2 separate regions of the Rattus norvegicus genome follow, and region 2 is linked to region 1. The links are chromatin contacts, called in public Hi-C maps. All regions are on one chromosome and are shown on one strand. The core of a region is the stretch at or near the end of the contact, and the rest is flanking DNA. Distances in the headings are between cores, read along the strand shown. Region 1 has its middle 160 kb from the start of Klf6. Region 2 overlaps LOC120097919 (a long non-coding RNA gene).

Evidence for each region. Hi-C and Micro-C count contacts between places; a contact is called where the count stands out from the background.
Region 2: a Hi-C map of the Rat2 cell line shows a contact between it and region 1, with 5 times the contacts expected there. The contact joins two enhancer-like sites. A contact is called at or near these places in 5 of 12 Hi-C or Micro-C datasets (the A7r5 cell line, the Rat2 cell line, Schwann cells and 2 more).

Annotation. Positions count from the first base shown.
Region 1 is chr17:69,612,232-69,616,937 of GRCr8, reverse strand. No RefSeq gene overlaps it. Among named protein-coding and RNA genes, the nearest start is that of Klf6, 160 kb to the right of the region's middle. Within about 2 kb of position 2,752, at least 29 of the 93 cell types and tissues checked have an H3K27ac peak or open chromatin away from gene starts, as enhancers often do.
Region 2 is chr17:70,471,378-70,476,083 of GRCr8, reverse strand. The region is part of intron 2 of LOC120097919 (a long non-coding RNA gene); the gene reads left to right. Among named protein-coding and RNA genes, the nearest start is that of Akr1e2, 170 kb to the left of the region's middle. Within about 2 kb of position 2,498, at least 4 of the 93 cell types and tissues checked have an H3K27ac peak or open chromatin away from gene starts, as enhancers often do.

The DNA.
Region 1 (4,706 bases), core at 1,503-4,002:
AGAACACATGGCCAGGGTCTAGACTAAGATATAGGGCCAGCACCAGCTAGGCCAAGACGAGAGGCCAGGAACAGGAGCTGATGCACGGCCAGGCACAGAACCAGGGTTGAGAACCAGCCAGGTCACTGGACTAGGACACAGGACCAGGCCTCCAAAACAGGCTTTGAATACAGGACCAGGTTATTGTAAACAGGACCAGAGCCACCAACTCAGGAGCTATGAACCAGGTCTCAGGACTTAAAACCCAGGAAGGATTTAGAGATGAAGACTTTACAAAGAGAAGTCGATGTCCCTGCTCAATCCTGGAGGCTGATTAGAAGCCTGGGCCTCACTCCAAGGGAAAAACTACTTATACAGAATCATAAACAAGGTTCCGAGGCAATGAAGCAATCAGTGAGTAGAGTACTTCCCTCAAGCATGAAGACCGGAATTAGATATCCAGAATTCACATAAAAACTCAAGCACAGTGGCTGCTGCACTAGGAACGTCTGCTTCCAGGTCCAGTGAAAGATCTGTCTCCAAAGAGTAAGGGGAACATGATGAGGGAACACAGCCTTCTACACACCTAATCTCCACATGCTTACATGGGCAAATGTACTGGCACAAATGTGTGCAAACATCCAAACACACACGCACACACACACACACACACACACACACACACGCACACACACACCTATATATATATATATATATATATACATATATATATACACACATACACATGGCACTCTCACCCATAAACACATGTACACACAGACACACATACCACACACACATACACACATATATACACATACACACCACACACTACACACACACACACATGTGTACACACACACACACACACACACACACACATATATATATATATATATACACACACATACACATGGCACTCTCACCCATAAACACATGTACACACAGACACACATACACACATATATACACATACACACCACACACTACACACACACACATGTGTACACACACACACACACACACACACACACACACACACACAGAGAATAAATAGAATCCTAACAAGGAAAATGGTGCCTCACCTTATAGCAACTGAATATGTCATCATTTTGGTTGAAATTCCTGGGAGGGGTGCCCTCTTCTAAAGGGAAATGGAGAAGTAGATCTGAAAGAGGGGAAGGAAAGGAAGATTGGAAGGAGAGGAGGGAGGGGAAACTTGAATCAGGATGAAATATATGAGAGAATAGTAATGATAATAGCTAATAATAATAATAATAAAGAAATATTCTCCTTTGGGATTTATAAACAACATGCAGCAGAGCACAGCATACTCAAAGAAAATGTAGGCATGGATGGGTATCTTTGAATTTATTTTAAGAGAGCCTATTGATTCTTTCATAAGCTCTCTGGCCAGTACTTATACCCAGACCATGGGATCTGAAATGTGAAGGCTCTTCTCTCCTCTCCTCCTTAGAGTTTCCATTCAGAAACAAAAACAAACAAACAAACAACAAACCACTGGGCCACACAAAAGCTGGTCCTTTAAATTTAGCACTGGGCTTCTCTGAAGCAGTGCAAAGGAAACCAATAAGATGCCTAAGTGGGGTTAATGGGATGTTAGCAGTCAAACCCATCATTTGTGTTTCCTCCATGTTACAGAGGGTGGAGAGAGCACTTCATAGTTGGCTGATTTTCCCCTTCTGTTCCTGTTAGAATTTTGTTCGTAGAGTAAACTTACTCCCATCCCCTGGTGCCCCAGCTCAGGTTGTCTTGGCCTTTTCCTTACGGGTCATGTTTACCAAAGGTTTACAACTTGGCTGCAAACACCAGTTGGCACCAAACCTGGGAAGTTGGGCAGGAGGAGTTTGGCATAAACATTGCCCGGAAGCACTTTTTTCTTTCTGAATCTGAGAAAAACAGGCTAGGGTCATTTTCCAGCTATTTATGTTATTCATGCATAAATAAGACCGAGGCCTGACAGCATCAAACAGTTGCTGGCTTTTGCATGCCTCAAAAATAGATTTGATCCAAGAAAAGTAACATTTGGTAAACAAATACGCAGTGACAGGCTGTTAAAAAAAATGAAGGGGGGGGGGAAGGTGGCATGGGATGGATTAAATAGAAAGGCAAGAGAGAATGTTTCAAGAATCATTTTTTATATCAGAGAGCAGAGCCAAGAAAGTTATTGTTAAATGACTACAAACATTTAGAAATTTCTACAGACTCAAGATTATAAATAAGCAAAATGCAAGCTTTCCAGTAGATTTTTATTAAGATCTAGAAGGCACCTCAATCAAGCACTCAAAGAAAAGAATATAGAATGATCTCGGGAGGATAGGAACAAATGATGTGTTCTGAAAACAATGGTGTTTAAAGCATTTTAAAACTCGAGGAGAGAAGGAGGGGGAGCGAGTCATGAATTAACACATGTTGATGTTATAGGTCTTTTAAAATAGTTGTCAGTGTTCAAAGCCTCCCCTTGTCTCCCCTCTTATTAAATTGTTTAGAAACGCAGTTTGTAAACTGTAAACATCGGCAGCCTGTGGCTGTATTCTAAAGAGAGAAAGTGATGGTGTCAACTGTTCCCTAAAGAACGTCTTTCTGGCAAACTTAAAAGTCAGCCTTGACGTCAAGTGACTCTGGACAAGAGTCCGCATTGAGTTCTACGGAAGAGTGGGCAGAAAGGACTTTCACTCTGGAAACCCTACCAGGGAGGAAGCACTGAGAGACCAGTTTAGGGAAAAATTAAAAGCAAGCCAACTCAAACAGAAAGTAAAAATAAGTCAGTGGGGAAAGAATGTCAACTGCAGAAGAATGTAGCTTGTCTGCCACAGCTCGCGTTCTGGAACACGTGCTCTTCAGGCAAGAAAGGGTTTTCCTAAGCTTGTTTTGTTTGCTCTTTTCAAAGGAGGTTTGAGCTATTGTTAACTGCTCAAGTCAGGGGCAGTTACATCTGGTGGCCAAAAATGTATGCTACCTTCTACATTTTTTTTTCTTTTTTTTCAGAGCTGGGGACCGAACCCAGGGCCTTGTGCTTGCTAGGCAAGCGCTCTACCACTGAGCTAAATCCCCAAACCCTCCCTTCTACATCTTAGCCACACCAGGCAGAGAAATAGAATTGTGCCAGTCGATGAGAAAATTAACCTGATTGAAAGACCGTAGACATAATCCAAGGCATCTAATCAGTATACTCCAATGCCGATTCGAGCTTTTCAGGGACTCGTTTCAAATGTTTGGCTCCCTGGAACTACCTAGGTCAACTTCATCTACAACTGGGTCTAGAATATGATACATGTTCCTGGTGTGCGCTACTTCAGACAGAGTCTATAAATCAGTCTATTTACCCTACTATCAAAACTGTTGCCATGACGATGTTGTGGCTCTGAGGATAGCAAATCACATGGTCTGCAGATAAATGTTTACATCACAGAGCCACAGAGTGCCTTTGCCGACACTGAAAAGCACAAATATACACACAGGATAATCCCTTGGAGACTGTTACTGTCTGTGAAGAAAAAGCCCTAGAGAATGTGGTCTGGACACCAGAGACCAGAGAAGAAACATGCTCATCAGATAACAGGCTTCTTGGAAAGTGGCCTAGGCAGCCTTCAGTATTCTCAGAACTGGCAATTAGTTCTTATTATATTTGAAAGACATATATTTTACCTCAACTGACTAATCATGTGGCTTCTTCAAGAACCTGAATAGATTTTTTTTTTTTTTGATTCTCAATTCCTAGCACTCTGCCTGATATTTTCCAGAGCTTCAGCAGGCATCTGTCAAAGGAATAGTCAACATGAGAAGCTAGGATATAACATCCTTAGTCACACACTGATGCTATGAAATTGCAAGTGTCTGCACACTAAGAGAGGGGTCCTTGATTTGGCTTTGTTTAAGGTTTTTGTTGGTTTTGTGTGATTTGTTTTTATTATTTTAAAGGGGTCTTACATGGCCCTTTGAACTTGATAGTCTAGGATCACCTTGAATGTCTGATTCTTCCAACTACTAGAATCAGGTCTGTGCCACAATGCTTGGCTTTCTAGAGTCCTAGGGTTTGAACTCAGGACTGTATGCATGCTAGGCAAGTACTCTACCAACCAAGCTATGTTCTTTGCCTCTTGGCTTTTAATTTTGGCAGACTTTGGAGAAGTGGTTAGAGACTAAAAGGAAACTTACACCAATCATAAATAAATACGTTGTTTTAAAATGCTCTTTTGTTATATCATTTTCATACAAATCAATATGAACATATAAATATGAATGCACTGATTGATGATGAGTAAAAACTGATAAATGATAGATCAATTTATCAATATATGTTGATAGATGTGAGGATAGATCTATTGATTAATCAGTAGATAATAGTTGACAGATGATTGGTACATAATAAAATGATTGGTAAATAGATGAGAAACAATGATGATAAATAGATATATAATAAAAGATAGAGAATAAATGCTTGGTAGATAGGTGACTGGTAGAGAGTAAAGAGAGGGTAGATAATAGATGTTTGATAGGCAAGTAGATGATAGATAATAGGCAGACAAACTGAAAGACAGACAAATGCATAAATAGTCCTCAATTTGCTTAATGAAGAAATTTTTGGAAATCATTATTAGACAACACTAGTAATTTGACTACTTCTAAGGCAGTGTGCTTCCCAACTAAACATTTTAAAACCACAAATAATTCTGCCTGCTTCAGTGCTGATATGGTGAGGGTGT
Region 2 (4,706 bases), core at 1,249-3,748, 860 kb before region 1:
CACCACAACACACTCATACACACACGCACACACACACACATTCACACACACACATTCACACACACACATTCACACACACCACAACACACTCAACACACATACACATTTACATGCTAAAAATGGAATAAGTCTTGAAAATAATAAAACATGCAGTACCCTAATAGAAGAGACGATGGTATTGCCACATAGTTTTAAATTTGACCATACTGTTCTTATATTTCTGTATCTTTCACATTTTTTTATTAGAAGAGTCTTGTTTGACCACCAATTTAAATAAGCCTCTCTAAGAATGGAATGCCCTTCCTGCACATTAAAGTTTTCATGATAATGGAAAGAATTAAATTATGTTTGTTTAAAGTTTTCTATAATGATGTTTTATTAAAAATAGAAATGAAACTAAAGTGACATTTAAAAAAATGATTCTTTTTGCTACGCAGATGATTGTACCTGAAACTTTAAGCATTTCTGAGGAGACAGAGCAGTCTAAATGGAAGTAAAGTTGCTTTATAATTGAAAGTTTGCATCTGAGTAAACTCTAGCCTTGGAGAATACTGGAGAGTAAATTGAATATTCTGAACTAAAGAAAGATAATTCCTAGCGCCAAAGGTTGCGAGAGAGCAATGAATGAAGGAAATGATGGTATCAATGTTTCTCTCTGAGTATTAAATAAGATGGTTAGTCTCAAGAGTGACACAGGCTTGCTATGCCGAGGAGAATGTCATATCCTCTACAGCACAGGGAAGACGGCTAAGAGCAGCCCAAGCACCTGATATAAACTTAAGGCTCCAAAATTGCTCTCAGGCATATTTACTACTTCCAACTTTCTATTCTCTATCTCTGGTTGCTATCTTCTGTCAATAGACACATATGTATGTATGTATGTGTGTATGTGCATATGTAATGCATGCATATATGTATGTATGCATGCGTGTATGCATGTATGTATGCATGCATTTTGTATACAGGTATGTGTGCATGTATGCATGTATGCATGTATGCATGTATGTGTGTATGCATGTATGGATGTGTGTATGTATGAATGTATGTATGTCTGTATCCAGAAATCATTGATCTATCAATAACACATGTACTGTATATCAATCTGTGATCTTTTTAATGCCCACTCACAAGCTTATCTAACATCTATCAAGATGTCTAGTCTCTCTTTCAATTGTTTATCTACCATCTATGTTTTCCTTCCTGTCTGCTCACTGATTATCATTTATCTGTCTGTCTGTCTGTCTTTTTTTCGTTCTATCTCTATCTTCCTATCTATCATGTTAATATGTATCATTAACCATATTAAATTACATTTATTTTAACTAATGTATATCTCAAGAACCATCTATATGAATGTTATATGTTGTTCAGTGAATATATGCCTTGTGTACAATTTGATCAAATTAAACATATCTACTTCAATAGTCATCATTTATTCATCACAACAATCAGATTAAAAACTTTATACTTCTCTAGTAATTCAGTTGCAAGTTTGATAGTATTGATAAAATATCACTGTGATTCATAATGTTCTTGAATACATCATTCTGGAGAATCTATCTATTTCCTCATCTCTAGAAACCTCCCAACCTTCTCTGTGTCATAGTTTAACAAAACTGACAAAAGGACATGATAAATTTCTCTAACATTTAACTTAAATTCAAAACAAGTATTTGTAGTAGGCTCACAAGAAACACCTTCTTAATGCTTCTCCATTCCTTTGGCAGATTTTGAGTCCTGAATTCTGTAAATGACTCACTATGTGGGAAGCCCATAGTCATCAGGGTGTGGCCTGCAAGACTTTCTACCTCATGGTGGGAAGACATGGAGTTCCTAATCTTTTAATTATTAGCTGTAAATGAATGGGTGCAGAAAAGAGAAGACATTACGATGCCATTGTCTGTAGGCCCTGCCCTGCAGCTGTAGTCAGCTTCAGGGGTGTGGCAGAGACTGTTTTCATTGTTTCTGTGTTTACTTCCTACAATAGTCTTCTTCATAAATTTCCTTATTACCATCTGTGTGGAAACAATCATTTGTTGCCCTATAGAAATGGGTGGTGTTTCACTGTTTATAGTGTTAATATTGTAGAAAGCCAATACACAGATTTTGTATCTTGTCTGTTTTGTCAGTTATGAAGTCACCTTGACTGAAGGATGGCATGCACACTTTGCAAATTTCAGTAATAAAATCCAGTGAGTGTGTTTGAAGTCCTCTATCTATAAGAAATAAAGTCGAAGGCACAGCGTGTCTCCTTTTGGTGGCTTCAACCTTCTTTTCCACCTTTCTTCCTCCTCCTAAGTGCTGAGGAAACTTTCTGCTCTGGGTTTGTGTTCACTGTCTCATATAATTCCTAAAGAAATTGATAGAAGTTGATGAGAATAGTCGTTTTTCATTTCCTGCCCTCAGGAAGCAGGGAGTCTTTGTAGGATCCCAAAGACAGACTTTAAAATTGCACATATGGGTGTGTGAACTCAGGTGACTGCATCAGTCTTTCAGTCCACTTGACTCTCTTGGCTACTAATCTACATAACTATGGAATTGGAAGTCTAGACCTAGGAAGCTGGAGTAATGGAGCTAAAAGAATCACCAGTGGGGCTGGAGAGACGGCTGAGTGGTTACGAGCACTGACTGCTCTTCCAGAGGTCCTGAGTTCAAATCCCATCAACCACATGGTGGCCTACAACCATCTGTAATGAGATCTGATGCCCTCTTCTGGTGTGTCTGAAGATAGCTGCAGTGTGCTTATATATAATAAATAAATTAAAAAAAAAAAGAATCACCACCAACGTAGAAGGAATATGAGGATTAGGGAAAGTGCATGCATAAGAGAAATTAGAGAGTTCACTTACCTAGCTACTCTAGGGTCACCCAAAGATCATTCTTATGGCAAGATTTCTGGATTTCTCACAATGTACCCCCACCCCTCATAAAAAGTGAAGAGATGGCTAGGAGAACCCATCTCTACCCCTTTCTGTATGTCTCAGCAACACATACGTGGGAACATTCTAGCAGCATCCTTGGTGGTGAAGATGAGTGTGCTGAGAGATATTCATGTTGAAGGGAAACATACATAAACAGTCATGACTCCCCAGTTTTATCGATTATAAAACTTCAGTGAATTGAGAAGGCTCTTGTCGAACACCCCTAACTATTACTTTATATTCGTGATCATAGAATAAAGTAGATATTCATTATCACACAAGAAATTCTCAACGATGTTCATGTCAGTTGTGGTCTAGGATGATATTAAAAGAACAGAAAAGGATGAAAGATAAAAATGAAAGCCTGAGTGAAATTCAGCTTTTTGGTTACACAGTGTATTTGGGCCACAGGAAGCCCCATGGAATAGTAATCAGACCGCATCTCACCCATGAAATAGATGTTTTGTGAGGAAGTTAATCTCTTTCAATCTGCAGAGTCAAAATCGAGATCACGCCTATACTTCAGATGACACATGCCAAAATCATGCAAAGATTAACCAAAGGGCACTCCTCGGCCTTGCACAAAATCACAAACATCCAACAAATGTCTCTCCAGAGGTCACTTGCTGCACTGTACTTACCCCTCCAGCATTAAGCTTGCTGTGGAGGAAGGCGTGTTGCTGACCTCCATTATTTCTGTGTTGGGAGAGCGATGAGAGTGTTAGAGGAGTTGATAATGCATGTGTCACGATGTCCCTTCTACAAGTTGTATTTCTCCTACGGCCACCTAATATTTCATTCCTAGAATACTCAGTGACAGCAAGAATCTGAATGTGTTTTTGCTTCCTGCCTTCCTGCTGCAGCGGTTTGGCAAAGAAAACATTCATTTACAATTTATGGAGAAGCTGCACAGGTGCCACTGAAAATCAGCTAGTAGGTGATAGAATCTGACATCTCCCATCATGCACCAGGGCTTCCTGATTCACACAATATCACAATCAGGTTAAATTAACAACAACGATAGCAATAGTAAAAAAAATGGTACTAAATTTTCCCAATTCAAATGCTGCTTGTGGTTAACTATAAAAAGATGCCTTGAAGGATTAGAAAGGTGGCTTGGTATCTAAAGTGCCTGCTTTGGAAGCATGAAGACCCTCAGCTCCTATATTAAGATCTCAGCACAGTGATAGCATCTATAAACCCAGGGTTGGGTGTAGGTGTTTCGATGTGTCCCTTTAGCTCTCCAGCAAGTAAACCTGAATGAATGGGTAAACTCCAGATTCACGAGAGAGACACTGTCTCCAAAATATAGAAAGAATTGAGGGGGACTGAGGAAGACGCATTACATAGGTATCTGACCTCTATATCCATCCGTCACACACGAATATGAAGATGCACACAGAAATATGAACATACTATATGTATATATGTGATATATATATATATATATATATATATATATATATAAAGGTTCTTTAAATTGGAATCTTCTAACACAGTCAGCCTGTGAACTGGAAATGAGCAGGGAATAAGTGAACAAGGAAGACAGAATGACAGTCAAGCCTCTTCAGATAAACTAAAATATAGAGCCACGGGACAAGCCTCTTCAGATAAAATACAGAGCCTAGGGAGAAGGTGAAGCCTTTGTATTGTACATCTAAATGAAACGTGTCCTTTCCAAAACTTAAAATGCTGTGGTAGGGAAGACCTCTCATCATTCTTTTATTTCAGATCCATGCAAGTTCTATATACAGAAGAACATAACACCCACGTTTCATGGGAAAC